Regions from separate parts of the Mus musculus genome. Here region 2 is linked to region 1. A link is a contact called in public Hi-C data. All regions are on one chromosome and are shown on one strand. The core of a region is the stretch at or near the end of the contact, and the rest is flanking DNA. Distances in the headings are between cores, read along the strand shown. Region 1 overlaps Ppip5k2 (diphosphoinositol pentakisphosphate kinase 2). Region 2 overlaps Gin1 (gypsy retrotransposon integrase 1).

Region 1 (6,872 bases), core at 3,173-5,672:
GCTCACAATCCTTTTGTAAGGAGAGGATTGTGTTAGCTCCAAGTGGTACCCCACAAACTGTACAGAATAGATGAAAACACACTTACTACCTAAGGATAAGTAGTAATTAAGAATGAAGATGCAGTACTTATGCAAAATCATCCAAGAAAAGGGGGAGACAAACAGAAGAAACGGTAGCATTTATTCTGTAGGGGAAAGCCAACTCGGCAGAGAAAACTGATCCACTGAAGGCATGGAAACTGTGACCACATATGCAATCATCCGCCACAGTATGTATGAAAATGAAGGGCACACGCAGGCCGAGGTAAGCAGGAACACCGTGGCGAAGCCACAAAAAGAACTGCAGCATCAGCCGAGTTCCTAAAAGAAATGGAGAGAAGAAAATAAAGCCAGGCTGACTACCCGTCTGGGAAAGAAACAGAGTGGGTGAAGGAAAGGGGCGCAGGGCGCCCAGGTAGAATCATTTCATCAGTTTGTTTATCCAGGAGCTCTGGTGTAACACGTCAAATGATAAACTTATGTGTGGGCACAGAGGTCAGTAACGGAAGCTGCGAGTGAAGAAGACAACATAACTAACACAGCGGTTGAATAGAAGCGCAGGCATTCCAGTTGGATGCCAGTTACAGCAGTGAGCCCACAGACAGTGCACGGATGAAATGTGTAGCTTTGTTTGTAGTTAAGGTGACAGCCATCACTGGGATAAGCCAACAGCAGCAAACACAGTGCATACAGACATGGCTGGCATTCACCCATTACCTGTCCCCTTCCCATTTCTATCAGAATAGTATTCGGGTTATGTTCTTCTCTCTCCCAAGTAGGGTTGTATGGATAACAGCAGTTGTTTCTAACTAGGGTGTATTTGATAACATGGATAGGCTTTTGACTGACATTCTTGGTGGGTGGGAGGGGTTACTGGCATGTAGGGTACAGAGCAGGGCGAGTCAGCTCCAGCTCCAAGTCCTATGTGATCTTACAGGCTTACTCGCTGGAAATTAGTCCTGGTATAGTACACTTCAAGAGGGAACACTTAAGATCAGAGCACAAATCTCTGCAGAGAACTATAGTCGGCCGGGACCCTCTGAGATGGGCCCACACCCAGCTTTATCCCAGGCAGGCACTCATTTATTTCAAGGCCTTGACTGGGGTTTTCTCCACACAAGTTGTTTTCTCCTACTTCAGGGCACAACGTGGTAAGGCATTGTTCATTGCACGTCAGTGAATTTCTCCTGCCTGGATAGCAACAGATCACCACCCCTCATCCCTGTCCACTGGAGGGAGATGGGACAGGAGCCTAGGGTACTCTGTTTTGTAACCCCATCTTGGGTCCTTATCTTAAATGACTACTGTGGCACCTCAGTTTCTCACAGACGTTGCTCAGTATCTTTAAACACAGATCAATTATCTGGTTCAAAGTGTCAACGCTGAGTGGTCATCAGCTCCAGTTCATGGAATTTTCCATGAATGCTATTAACATGGGAGTGGACAGAGAGGTGGTCAACCAAGTTGTTCTGACTATACTAAATGAACAGCTATTTCATCACTGTGGTAGAATTGCCATGAATTTTTGCTAGGCTAGCTATGAATAAGGAAGGATGTAGCCCTAATTGCCATTGAAAGCCATCTGATGAGCATGAGGTGAAACACTGTTGAGATAAAGTTTGCGTTATGTCAATGGAGAGAGCAAGACAAATGAGGTCACTGATGACATAATTGCAGATAGCAAGATGGCTGGGGCCAACTCTGCTTTTAGACCTTAAGAAATATATAATGACTGTCATAGCAGTTTAAGCCAGTTTTAATTGGTATTTTCTTCTCCACAATGAAAAGTATGGTTACAGAAAGATGAAAAGTGTAAAGACAACAGTAGCAGAAAGTATTGCCTCCAAAGGTACATTACAGATCAATGAACTATACAAACCTTTTGCAAGAGATCTTGATATTAGTTTTAAAGCAAAGCCCATTGTAAATAATATGCCAACTCCTACAAAAGATTCCAACTAATAGAACATATGAATACAAAGTAATAGGCCATAAACTCAACTACATAACTACTTAGTGTCCAAAACATGCAATAGGGTAAAGTGATATTTTAGGATAAAAGTCAAATGTAAAGTGGCCATAAATAATTTATATGTGCTAGGAAACAGCCACAAAGAAAGAGTAAGGAAAAACCAGAGATTAAAACGATGGAGAGAAATTCCTAAGTGGAGATTTTAATTTTGCTATTTCTATCTGTAACATAGTGCAAAGGTCAAAGGGGAAGTAACTAGTGCATCTCACTGATATATATACGAACAGTGATTCATTAAAAATATATAGCATACATTAAGGAATGTATTTTATAATCTTATATTCTAAAGAGAGAAATTGGATCTTCCATAAACATGAATAGAAATATGATGGAGCTTTGAGTGATAACATTTTGGTACCCAGCTTTCTAGAAAAAGGGAAACCAGAGGCATACATTTCAGTAGGTATGGCAGCATGAGAGAGGGGCTAGAGCTGGGGCTACTGCAGTGGGGGTCCCACCACCCGTACAATAACAGGGTACTCCATGCTGTTCAAACAATGAAAGGAGAATGGTGTTAATAAAGCAGCTTGACCAGTTCCCCGGAGAGACAGAGAGCCTTCTAGGGAAGCTTGAACAGCAAACAAGTGAAATCTTGGCTCTACTCTAGCATGAAACTACATTAACAGTAGGCAGTAAAAACTATAGAGAAACCTGGAGAGTCCTGGTCAAAACACTTTCTCATTAGCTAATGAGGTTGGTTTTTTAAATTAAAAAGGTGAGAATTTCATAGCTGATTATTGTATTTACATTTCTTCCACTCTCAATTCCCCCCACGTCCTTAAAATCCCCATTCCCTCAAATCCATGACCTCTCATGATTGTCCCATGCTTCTGTCCATCTATCCATCGATTGAACTTGCTAAGTCCAGTTAGTATCGCTTGCGTATACATGTGTTTTGGGCCTGGATCAGGAGGCTCATCCATTTATTCTGGAGAACATGTATTCTCTATGTACCCAATGATTGCCTGTAGCCCTTCGAGAGGTGAGGCCTTGTGAAACTTTCCCCACGCATGTCACCATGTCAACGGATGTAGTCATTATTCAAGTCTTGTTTAGGCCACAGTATTGCTGAATCTTCATGTTCCCTGGTCAGGCTTCCTGCTCTTCCAGTCTTTCTGCCCTCTCTTCTGCAATGTCCCCTCAACCTCAGGCGTGTAGGGGGTTGCATTGTTAACTTAATGCTTATTAATTGGCATCTGGCACTCCACAGTCAGTTGTTCTCTGCATTAGGACCCGATGTAGATTTCCGTAACAATCTCCATATACTACAATAAGAATCTGCTGATGAGGTAAGAGAGCTGTACTTATCTGTTGGGAAAATGATAAATATTTAGACTGTATTTATAAAGGGGCCCATGACATCTGCAGTCACAGGTAGGTAACTTGGTTCCTAGTACTAGGCAGGACTTCCCTTCAGTGAGTGGAGCCTCAAGTCCAACTACACAGCTATTGGTTTCTCCCAAGATAGAAGTACTACTGTTGTACTTGCTGGGGTAGTCACTGTTGTGATTCATGAGTTTATAGCTGGTGAGGACTAACATCTTACCTACCTTGGCAGCTTTTGTAGAACCTTTGGATACTGTTATCTCTAGTCCCCAGGGTGATTCCCTCAAGTCCTATGTCCAACATGTGTGCTATCTTCAGCAATAGATCCTTCAGGTTCTGGGAGGCAACCTAGGGCAATAGTAATGCTTTGGCAATCTCTTGGTCTACTCGGACCAACAACTTGAGAATAAGCTTTCCATTCCTGGAACTGTTTGTTTGTTTGTTTGTTTTGTTGTTGTTGTAGTTAGACAGGCTATGGCTTTTGGAGGAAGTATTATTACCCCAGGTGGCATAAGGCATAATTCAATTTAAGTTTTTTATACATATTTATACTTAAACAGAAAATAATGGCTTCCTATGGCCTTTTCAAACATCCTTACTGCTATTTACGCTCCCCTCTCCTTCTCCCTCTGTACAAGTCCGGCCTCCAGTTAAGGGCTCCCAACAGTCCTGAGTTTTACATCAGATTCCTCTTGAAACTTTAAACTTTCTTCATTGCTGTCACCTATCGTGTTTTTTGAGCTGTACAAATATCGAGCACAGGGCCACGTGCTCTGCCACATCACAGTTTCCTTTCTGTCTCAATTTTCTGTTTGTCTTAAAATGTCCAGTATACTTCTTTTTAATACATGATAGCTGTGTATTAACAAATTCCCTCTTGAGTTTATTAGTCATACAGAATGGACTATGTACCTCATTAAAAGCAGGCCAGCAGGGCCTGCCAACAGGCTATTAGGCCTGAGATATAGGATTCCTGAGGGTTAAGGAATGAATGATAAATTATCAAGACTAACAAACAGCTCAGGGTGACTTGACAATTCCTCAAGCTTGACTTCCTCATTTCTTTGCTGGCTGGAAAAGTGGGCAGCAAAAAATAAAACCAAACAAACCCAACCCCAAAATAAATAAACAAATAAAAAATAAACATGTTTTAGCACTTAAAAAACTCTCAAACCCCACATCTCCTGAGTACTGGTAGAAACAGCTATTTCAGACAAACTTCCATAAATGGTGGTGATGTTATTTTGCTGTTATGAAATTGACTCTCTGATAGTGTGTTTTAAAAAACAATTCTATGATTCTTGCAAAGAGATGAGCATACAAAGCAACAGTATTGATTGGGGTGAATAAGGTAAAGCCGAAATTACTGATTAATACTGAGGAAAGCGAGTGCTAACATACTTCATAAGGCAGAGGACAATACACTGCTATGTGTATGCTCACTCATGAGTTTTATTGAATAGTACTTAATGTAAAATGCTGCTGGGGATTTTCTATTTCAAAACATAAAAGAAAGAACACAAATAAAATGCTTTAAATTCAAGTCACTCTTATTCTAAAAAGAATTTTAATTCATTCCACTTAAAAAATAAAAGTAGTCTCCTCACCCCCCATGAGTACATTAATCACATATTCACACACAGAGAACATACATACATTCGATTGTTTACAAGATTTACCACCATATAATCCATTTACATTCAAGTGAAGTATATATGTACTTATTTATTTGTATATATTTGGAGCTTCTGTATCTCATCCCTTTTTAAACAACCAAGATAATATAATACGCCTATTCTCTAGAAGTCAGTTCATGTAAGATTATTTAAGGTTAGAAGTCTCTTTTGAAGAATTACACTAACTATACAATAAGGGTCCAGTACTTCTAAACATAAGCTTGAAGCTACAGCTTACTACCTTAAGTTGCATTATAGCCAATGTTTGAGATTTTTATTTAGCAGGTTGTTTAGTTTGTGAGTAATTTAAAATATTTCAAACAATTACTTGTGCATCAGGGAGAAAGAGCACCAAGGAGAATGATGTCCTTTTATTTAAATATTAGACGAAATTACAATAGTCATCTCCATCTTTCTTCCAAATCTCATCATTTGTAAACACCATTTACTTACTACAAATGTTCAATCTTTTGAGTTTTCTTGGTGAAATCATCAAATACACTGGACATAAGAATGGAAACACAAGAACTATACCCTGGATGACACTTATGAACAGCAGAACTCGCATCATAGACCTGAGTCCATAGGTCTCAAGAAAAACTCAGAAAATCACGTGTAAGATTTACAAATTTAGCAGTTACAGTTCATAAAAAGAAACTCTAAAAAATTGCCTCTCTTGCTAATACAAAAAAAAAAAAAAACCTTTTCTTGGTGAACCAAGAAATTTTTCTTGATGGTAAAGATATGTATAAAGAAAATATTTTCTACAGATTAACTTGTAAATTTATGTGTATAAAGGTATAGTTCTCCCACCTGCATTTGTAATATTTTAAATAATTCACAATAAAAAATTCAAAGCACAAATTGAAAAAATAATTCATGGTCTATATAATCCAGTCAATAAATATTGCAGCATATGTTACTGTAGCAATGACAAAAACATTGTAATGTAAATGGTCAACGAGATCTCTTTGGAAATGTACTTTTTAAAAAAAGTCATCAACACATGATCTTTGCCTGTCCAATCCCACTCGCTAAGTGTAATTCTGTAGAAATGCATGTGTGTAGAGGCACCTGAAGAGAGTGCACTTTGGTACCAGTCAGCCGGGTTCCTGTGTCCTTTGTCTCTGCCACAGGCACATGGGAATCATCACAGTGACAGCAATAGCAGTTGTCATGAATTTCCTTACACAAAGCGGACAGACATTCTTTTGAACATTTCTAGATCCTGCCAGAGCTCCTTGTTTGAATAAAAACAGGAGGTCCTCTAGCTTTCGAGGTGTTTAAAGAAATACACAGATGTATAAAGTAAAGCATGATAACACATGAATCACTGGCTCTGACCAGCTTCAGTCAAGGTTTCTTAGACATTCTTTTTGCTAAGCAACAAGTCCCTTTATAAGCATGGAAACTTTCGGTTCTGGTGTGTGCTCATCTTTTCTTCCCAGTGCTTTTCTTGGGTTCATGCCCCTCGGTTTTGCTATTTATGCTCTTCTTCCGAGATGAGGTATGGGGAGCCATTGCCTGAGATGGTCCGCCGGCTGCTATACAAACAGAAGAAAGAACCAGTGCCGTTGGGATTTGCACCAATCAACAGGGTTAAGAGAACGCTGGTGGGCGATGTGGCTGTATGCGCTACAGTTATGATAAAACATTGCAGGCTTTCAATATGACACTAATGTTTTACAAGTCAACACAAATACAGAAAAGTAACGACAAACAGGCTGTGTTCCTAAAACCAGCTTTTTATAGTTCACTCTATATTCTTCATAGCAAATATTCATTTCCATCATAAGTAC
Region 2 (6,920 bases), core at 3,716-6,215, 76 kb after region 1:
TCACAGGACAAGAGAGCTGAGAATTGTGTCCCTCCCACTGTGCCATCCTACCTTTATTCAGATCAGAACAAGGAGAGGAAGGCTGTTGCTTATAAAAACAAAACAACAATAACAACAACAACAACAAACCCAGCTATTAATACTTTTACAGAAAAGTTGGTACCCAGAAGCATCTCATCAATACAGAACTCATTTTATAACCTACGCCATTTTTAGCTTCCACGAGTATTTCCCTAATTTGAGTACTTCCATAGAAAGGTTGTGTCATATTCCCATAGTTGGCACATGATTTGGTGAGCAAGCTCACTCCATTTCTGTTGATACCGACAGGATTATAGCAGATAGTGGTCCTTCCGGATCTTCAGAATGCATGGAAGTATTATTGAAAGGAAATAATTCTTTTTTAAAGAAAGATTTTTATGAGAATAAAATTAAAAATCTTCATAGCTTTAAGTTAAGGCTATAGAGCTTTGAAATTTATATTTTTTTATGTCATTTGTTTCAGAAAAAAAGCTGTTTTATGTTGGAAAAGACAGAAAACAAAATCGTTTGGTAGTTGTTTCGGAAGAGGAGAAGAAGAAAGTACTGAGAGAGTGCCATGAGAATGGCCCTGGTGTCCATCACGGCATTTCCAGAACCCTCACTCTAGTGGAGTCTGGCTACTACTGGACGTCCGTGACCAATGACGTCAAGCAGTGGGTATGGCTTCCACGCAGGGCTTAGGAGTGTCTTACTGTCTTTCTGATAAATACAGAGCTCAGTGTTGCTTAAGAGGTACTGGCCATCTCACCTGTGGAGTAAGTACGTTATAGGTTATTTCTGAAATAAGAAAATATTTCAATTAAAGGTAACTTTACTTCCCTTTATAATTACCTTACATCAGTAGAGTATAAATTAAACTAAGAAAATACAATATTTTGACAAGTTTATTGAGAATTACAGCTCCATTTTGCAGAATTCAGTTGAAGTTGAAATTCTTTTGCTATTATATCCTTAGCACCAACGTGAATGATTTTTTTATATGATGAAAATACATCTCTTTATAATAAATCTGTTCCAGTGTGAACTCTCAGCTTTTGTCCCTATTCTGTCTTAAGATAGAAAACTGTCAAATCAGCCAGGCTGTGGTGGTGCACATCTTTAATCCCATTGCTTGGAAGGCAGAGGCAGGTGGATCTCTGAGTTTTAGGCCAGCATGGTCTCCAGAACAAGTTCCTGCCGGGGCAGCCAGGACCACACAGAGAAGCCCTGTCTTGAAAAAACACAACAAGCAAACAAACAAAAACCAAACAAAAAGAGAAAGAGAGAGAGAGAGAGAGAGAGAGAAAGGAAGGAAAGAGGGAGGGAGGGAGGGAGGGAGGGAGGGAGGGAGGGAGGGAGGGAGGGAGGGAGGGAGGGAGGAAAGAAGGAAGGGAGGGAGGAAGGAAAGAAAGGAAAGAGCTGAGCAGGGGTGGCACACACCTTTAATCCCAGCACTCGGGAGGCAGAGGGAGGCAGATTTCTGAGTTCGAGGCCAGCCTGGTCTACAGAGTGAGTTCCAGGACAGCCAGGGCTATACAATGAAACCCTGTCTTGAAAAACCAAAAACAAACAAACAAAAAAAGGAGGAAAAGAAGAAAGGAAGGTGTCAAATCTAAATAGCAGGAACTTAAACCCAAACTGTAAGCATTCTAAATGTTCCTGTACAGCATTCAGTCAAACAGCCATCAAGTGGTTACAATTTGAGAAAAGATGTCCTTTTAAAAATCATGCTGTTTATAGCTGGGGTGTGGGGAGCAGGTGTGGCGGCAGTCCCAAAAGTGCCAGGCACTGCAGCTAAGTCTTATGACTTGCACCTGACTTCCTCATATAAGCCACAAACATCTTGAGAGCTGCACAGGTGTACCAGGATACTGGTGAATCCATTTTGATGGAGATATGCCCCTGCTGCCCTGATTAGCTGAAGCTGTGTGCCTGGTGAGGTGGCGTGGCCTGCTGTGCGTGGATGGGAACTGAGAGTATATAAGAGTGAGAGGCCCGGGTTAGAGGGAGGATTATTATTCGAGAGAGGATTACTATTAGTGGGGAGATATATAAACAGGGGAGATATAAAAACAAGGGAGATATAAACAAGGGAGATATAAACAAGGGGAGATATAAAAACAGGGGAGATATAAACAGGGGAGATATGAACAAGGGAGATATAGAGAAAGAAGAAACAGGACTGAATAAACGTGTGCAGAAGGATCCTGTAGCAGCGTCGTTCTTCCTGGCCTGTTGAGCGCGCGCAACAGTTGGTGCTGAAACCCGGGAAGAAAAACTCGGGACGGGACGAGAAGACCTGGGACGAGAAACCCAGGAAAAGAAACATCTTCAGGCAAGAGCGAAGACCCCCTGCTACAGGGAGGATTCAGAACTGCATCACGGGGAAGGAGTGGTTAATAAAAGTTCCCGTAAAACAGACTGTTGAGAAGGATCCGGCGTGGATTCAGAACTCTTCAGCTGGGGAACGGTACTGATGAAGAGAAAGAAGAAAGATGAGGACTGAATAAACTGCTGTTAGAAGGACTGGTGGTCGTGTCGTTCTTGCTGGTCGAGAGTGGACGCGACAATTGGTGGCCCGTACGGGGAACCGACTCCCCCACCGAGTTCAGAACTTTCAGCAGTCAGTGGTTGCAGGCAGGGTAAGTTCACGGTGAGTGAAACTTGCGACCCCAGGAGTTTGGGAAGGACCTCGGATAAAATAGAGGTGAGCATAAAGTTGCCAGGAAGTAGGCACAAAGTAACCCAGGAGTTTGGGAAGGACCTCGGATAAAATAGAGGGGAATATAAAGTTGCCAGGAAGCAGGCACAAGGTAACGAAAGGTTCCCGGCTTTGGGACAAGTTAAGGTTCCCGGCTTTGGGACAAGTTAAGGTTCCCTGTTTGGGGACAAGTTAAGGAACTATGATAACCTCAGTGTAGTGATCAATAGATCCTCGCTGTGTAGTTATGCTTTTTTCTCCCATTGACCCTTTGTGGGTAGGTCTGATAGTTTTGGTCTTGTTTGTTCTGATATATGGACTCTGTTACTGTTTGAATCAAGAGGCAGTCAAGACAGGTCAGAAAATCCTTACAGAGCAACAAGAAAGTATGTCGGAAAAGGAGAAGGGCTTAAAAAGAAAAAGGAAAAAGAAAGACAGTGTTATCAGGTGGACAGAAAGGACAAAATAAAAGAGCCGAGGTGGAGGAGGAAGGCGAATTAGCTTTTGTGCCGCCTCCCTATGCCTCCTCAGCAGCCACCTGTAGGTGGACCTTCTGTCCAGAGATTTGGCTATTGACTCCCCAGATGGACACACAGGTGATTGAGGTTATGGTCTCATTACCACGAGGTATTGTGTCCATCTCCCCTGGGATCGAGTAGATCAGGTGTTGACGTGGGCGAGAGGGTCTGTTTGTGTGTTTCCACAGGACCAGACTGAACCTCTTTGGGTGGTGGAGAGATTGGTGAGACGCTACAAGAATGAGGCTCCTGATCCAGTTGCCCCGTGGATGTGGTGGATGATCCCACAAGCACAAACGATGGAGCCGAGATGGGAGATCCTTTCGGTATTCCAGAAGCCGATACCAGCTCGACATGACATTCAAATTTTTCCACGCTTTTTGATCCCTGAATTCCCCCTAAAGAGATAGCCCCGCTGGCCATCTATCCCTTGCTTCAGGGAAGATGAGCGGGGATGAGAGCCCTGGGATGTATGCTTGTTATAGTGTGTGTGTGTTTTGTGTTTGGCACATGTGTTAGGTGCAGAGTGTGCGACCCGCACTTTCGCCATGGTAGCGTAGGCTTTTGCTGCAGTGGAGGCGGGACAATCTCCTCAGATTCGGTTTGCCGCTCTAAAAGAAATTATGCTGCGTTATGCCGTGGGGTGCGAGGCTAAGCACTGCACAGAGGATAGCTTGCTGTTGGCATCCTGTGGAAGGTATGTCTGATTGCATGAAGGTTCAGTGTCCTAGTTCCCTTCCCTCAGGAAAAACGACACGGGAGCTGGCCAAGACCTCTCTGGGTGATGAGCCTAAGGGATGGTTTTGTGTAGGGCCCCTATGCTTGCACACTGGGGATCAGACCTCTACCTTCACCCATGAGGCTTGCTTGCAGCAATTAAGATCTGGCCATAGGTTAATTAATATCCTGGCCTTTTGATGCACCTGCCGCAAGCAAAACACAATCTCCCCAGGAGTGGCTTGGCATGATAGAGAGGTAATCAGTGATAAGACTCCCTGGGCATGTCACCAACCTAAGACAGGGATCAAACCAATGCTGTTTGTCACCCAAGGACGGGTAAGGGGCATGGCTGCTGGGGGCTATCTACAGACATTCTCTCTGCCAAAAAAGAAAAAAGGGGGAATTGTGGGGAGCAGGTGTGGCGGCAGTCCCAAAAGTGCCAGGCACTGCAGCTAAGTCTTATGACTTGCACCTGACTTCCTCATATAAGCCACAAACATCTTGAGAGCTGCACAGGTGTACCAGGATACTGGTGAATCCATTTTGATGGAGATATGCCCCTGCTGCCCTGATTAGCTGAAGCTGTGTGCCTGGTGAGGTGGCGTGGCCTGCTGTGCGTGGATGGGAACTGAGAGTATATAAGAGTGAGAGGCCCGGGTTAGAGGGAGGATTATTATTCGAGAGAGGATTACTATTAGTGGGGAGATATATAAACAGGGGAGATATAAAAACAAGGGAGATATAAACAAGGGAGATATAAACAAGGGGAGATATAAAAACAGGGGAGATATAAACAGGGGAGATATGAACAAGGGAGATATAGAGAAAGAAGAAACAGGACTGAATAAACGTGTGCAGAAGGATCCTGTAGCAGCGTCGTTCTTCCTGGCCTGTTGAGCGCGCGCAACACTGGGGAATGCATTTAAGCTGAGAAGTGAGATGATCAGGCATCAGATGAGGAGGACTGTCCAGACCGGTCCACTCCCATTTCTTGTCCATGCTTCTGTGCCTTCACACCATCTGCCCTCCTACCTATCGCCGTTAAACAAAAGACTCTTACCATAATGAGGAAGTATTGTGGTTTTGTTCTACATTTTTTTTCTTAGAAGTTGGTTGAAAATACTTTCCTAACTGAGATTCTGGAAATGTTTTAAAAATAATACCTTCTATAAATTAGTCAGCAGTGGTTCTCAACCTTCCTGATGCTGTGACGCTTATAGTTTCTCATGTTGTGGTGACCTCAACCATAAAATTATTTTATTACTTCATAGCTGTCATTTTGCTACTGTTATAAATCGTACTATAGCTCTTTGATATGCAGGTTATATGATATGCAACCCCCAAGGGGTCTCAGGCCACAGGTTGAGAAACACGGACATTGCATGAAGGTTCATGGTACCTAGGCTTTCCCTAGGTAGTGGGAAGGTTTCTGCCATCCTTATTTTTTTTATTAAAATTGCAGTTTAGCAAATATTAGTGAAATAGACGAATGAATAAACTGTAGAATAAAAATTGTAGGAAGAAATATCATTTGTATGTATACTTTATTACATAGTTCCATGGTGGCTTAAAATTATGGAAAAGGAGAATATTGCATGATAGTTCATTTGAGGTTAGTTTTTCCTTTTTGTATTCTTCCTTTTTTTTTAAAGATAAGCTCTTATTATATAACCCAACTTGAATTTATTTATTTATTTATTTATTTATTTATTTTGGGGCCATTGTTGTGCTGATTCTGTGACTATGGCAGCTCTGCAGCGTCTAAACTAGCCACCACAGCTAGTTGTAGAAATTTTTTGTCAGCTAAAGATAAAATAATAGAAAACTTACTTGAGATCTTGATTCAGTATATATTTGCATATGAACCAGAATTCCATTTCATTTGCGTAAGAGCCTACTGAGACCGTCGTTTAGTCCAAGTAGCAGGGAAGAGCCCCTGTGCTGCGGCTCTTTGGACTTACTAGCTGCACAGCTGCTGCCACTGGTAATTGCCTGGTGTTCCAAATAAAAGGTATCATTTAAAGGAATTTCTAAGACACACAGTACCTGTTGACCATGTTAAGATTCTGCTTTATAAAACTGATTTATGTTATAGTGAATATTTTAACATTTATATGTATTTTCCTTATTGTGTGCCTCTCTGTAGGTATATGCTTGTCAGCATTGCCAAGTAGCAAAAAATACAGTTATCGTAGCACCTCAGCAGCACCTTCCCATGGTGGGAAACCCGTGGAGTGTAGTTACTGTTGATCTGATGGGACCTTTCCATACAAGCAACAGAAGTCATGTGTATGCTATAATCATGACAGATTTGTTCACAAAATGGGTTATGATTTTGCCTTTATGTGATGTTTCAGCATCAGAAATTTCTAAAGCTATTATCAATATATTTTTTCTATATGGACCTCCTCAGAAAATAATAATGGACCAAAGAGATGAATTCATTGAACAGGTAGGAAAAGTACTCACATTCGGGAGCATGTATCACTCTTTCAGTGTCTGGCACACCGTGCTTTGTGTTTTAGAGGGTGTTTAATACACTGAAATAAATTTCTGTAAATATGGAGGTAGATAATGTATACTACTAGATTTTGTTGTAAACCTATCTTTTGATCTCTTTAAACTAAAATGAGATGATTGGATCAAATAATACTTTTTTACTTGAAGCTTAAGAACAACTAAAAATAAAAATATAATAAAATGATGTTAACGAGTGCTATAATTGAACATATTTATATCATGTTAAAATATTAAGAATAATTTTATATGTGCATATTATATATTTACATAGGTAGCTGTGATAATATGTATACTAACTAAATATGTATATGTATATATACATACTAATATGTAGACAAACGAAAAGTCTTCACTAATGTTGCACATTAACATAGCACACTAAGTCATTCATTAGGCACATATGGTATGTGAAGCACAGTAGGGGAAAAGTGGAAAACAGC

The links. Hi-C and Micro-C count contacts between places; a contact is called where the count stands out from the background.
Region 2: a contact with region 1 is called in a Hi-C map of the HPC-7 cell line, with 1.7 times the contacts expected there. The contact joins two enhancer-like sites. A contact is called at or near these places in 5 of 39 promoter capture datasets (the C10 cell line, the HPC-7 cell line, fetal liver and 2 more), 3 of 484 Hi-C or Micro-C datasets (the G1E-ER4 cell line, the HPC-7 cell line and round spermatid), 1 of 115 datasets of contacts at active chromatin or transcription factors (embryonic stem cells) and 3 of 9 other capture datasets (adipose tissue, liver and pancreatic islet).

What each region holds. Positions count from the first base shown.
Region 1 is chr1:97,701,214-97,708,085 of GRCm38.p6, forward strand. It overlaps Ppip5k2 (diphosphoinositol pentakisphosphate kinase 2), which reads right to left. Exons shown (of 28, transcript NM_173760.5): 28 at 4,830-6,617. The coding sequence ends at 6,505. Among named protein-coding and RNA genes, the nearest start is that of Macir, 43 kb to the left of the region's middle. Within about 2 kb of position 4,423, at least 16 of the 459 cell types and tissues checked have an H3K27ac peak or open chromatin away from gene starts, as enhancers often do. A contact at or near this core is called in the HPC-7 cell line, where this site is marked.
Region 2 is chr1:97,776,821-97,783,740 of GRCm38.p6, forward strand. It overlaps Gin1 (gypsy retrotransposon integrase 1), which reads left to right. Exons shown (of 8, transcript NM_026250.3): 3 at 506-699; 4 at 6,107-6,412. Among named protein-coding and RNA genes, the nearest start is that of Gin1, 10 kb to the left of the region's middle. Within about 2 kb of position 4,966, at least 10 of the 459 cell types and tissues checked have an H3K27ac peak or open chromatin away from gene starts, as enhancers often do. A contact at or near this core is called in the HPC-7 cell line, where this site is marked.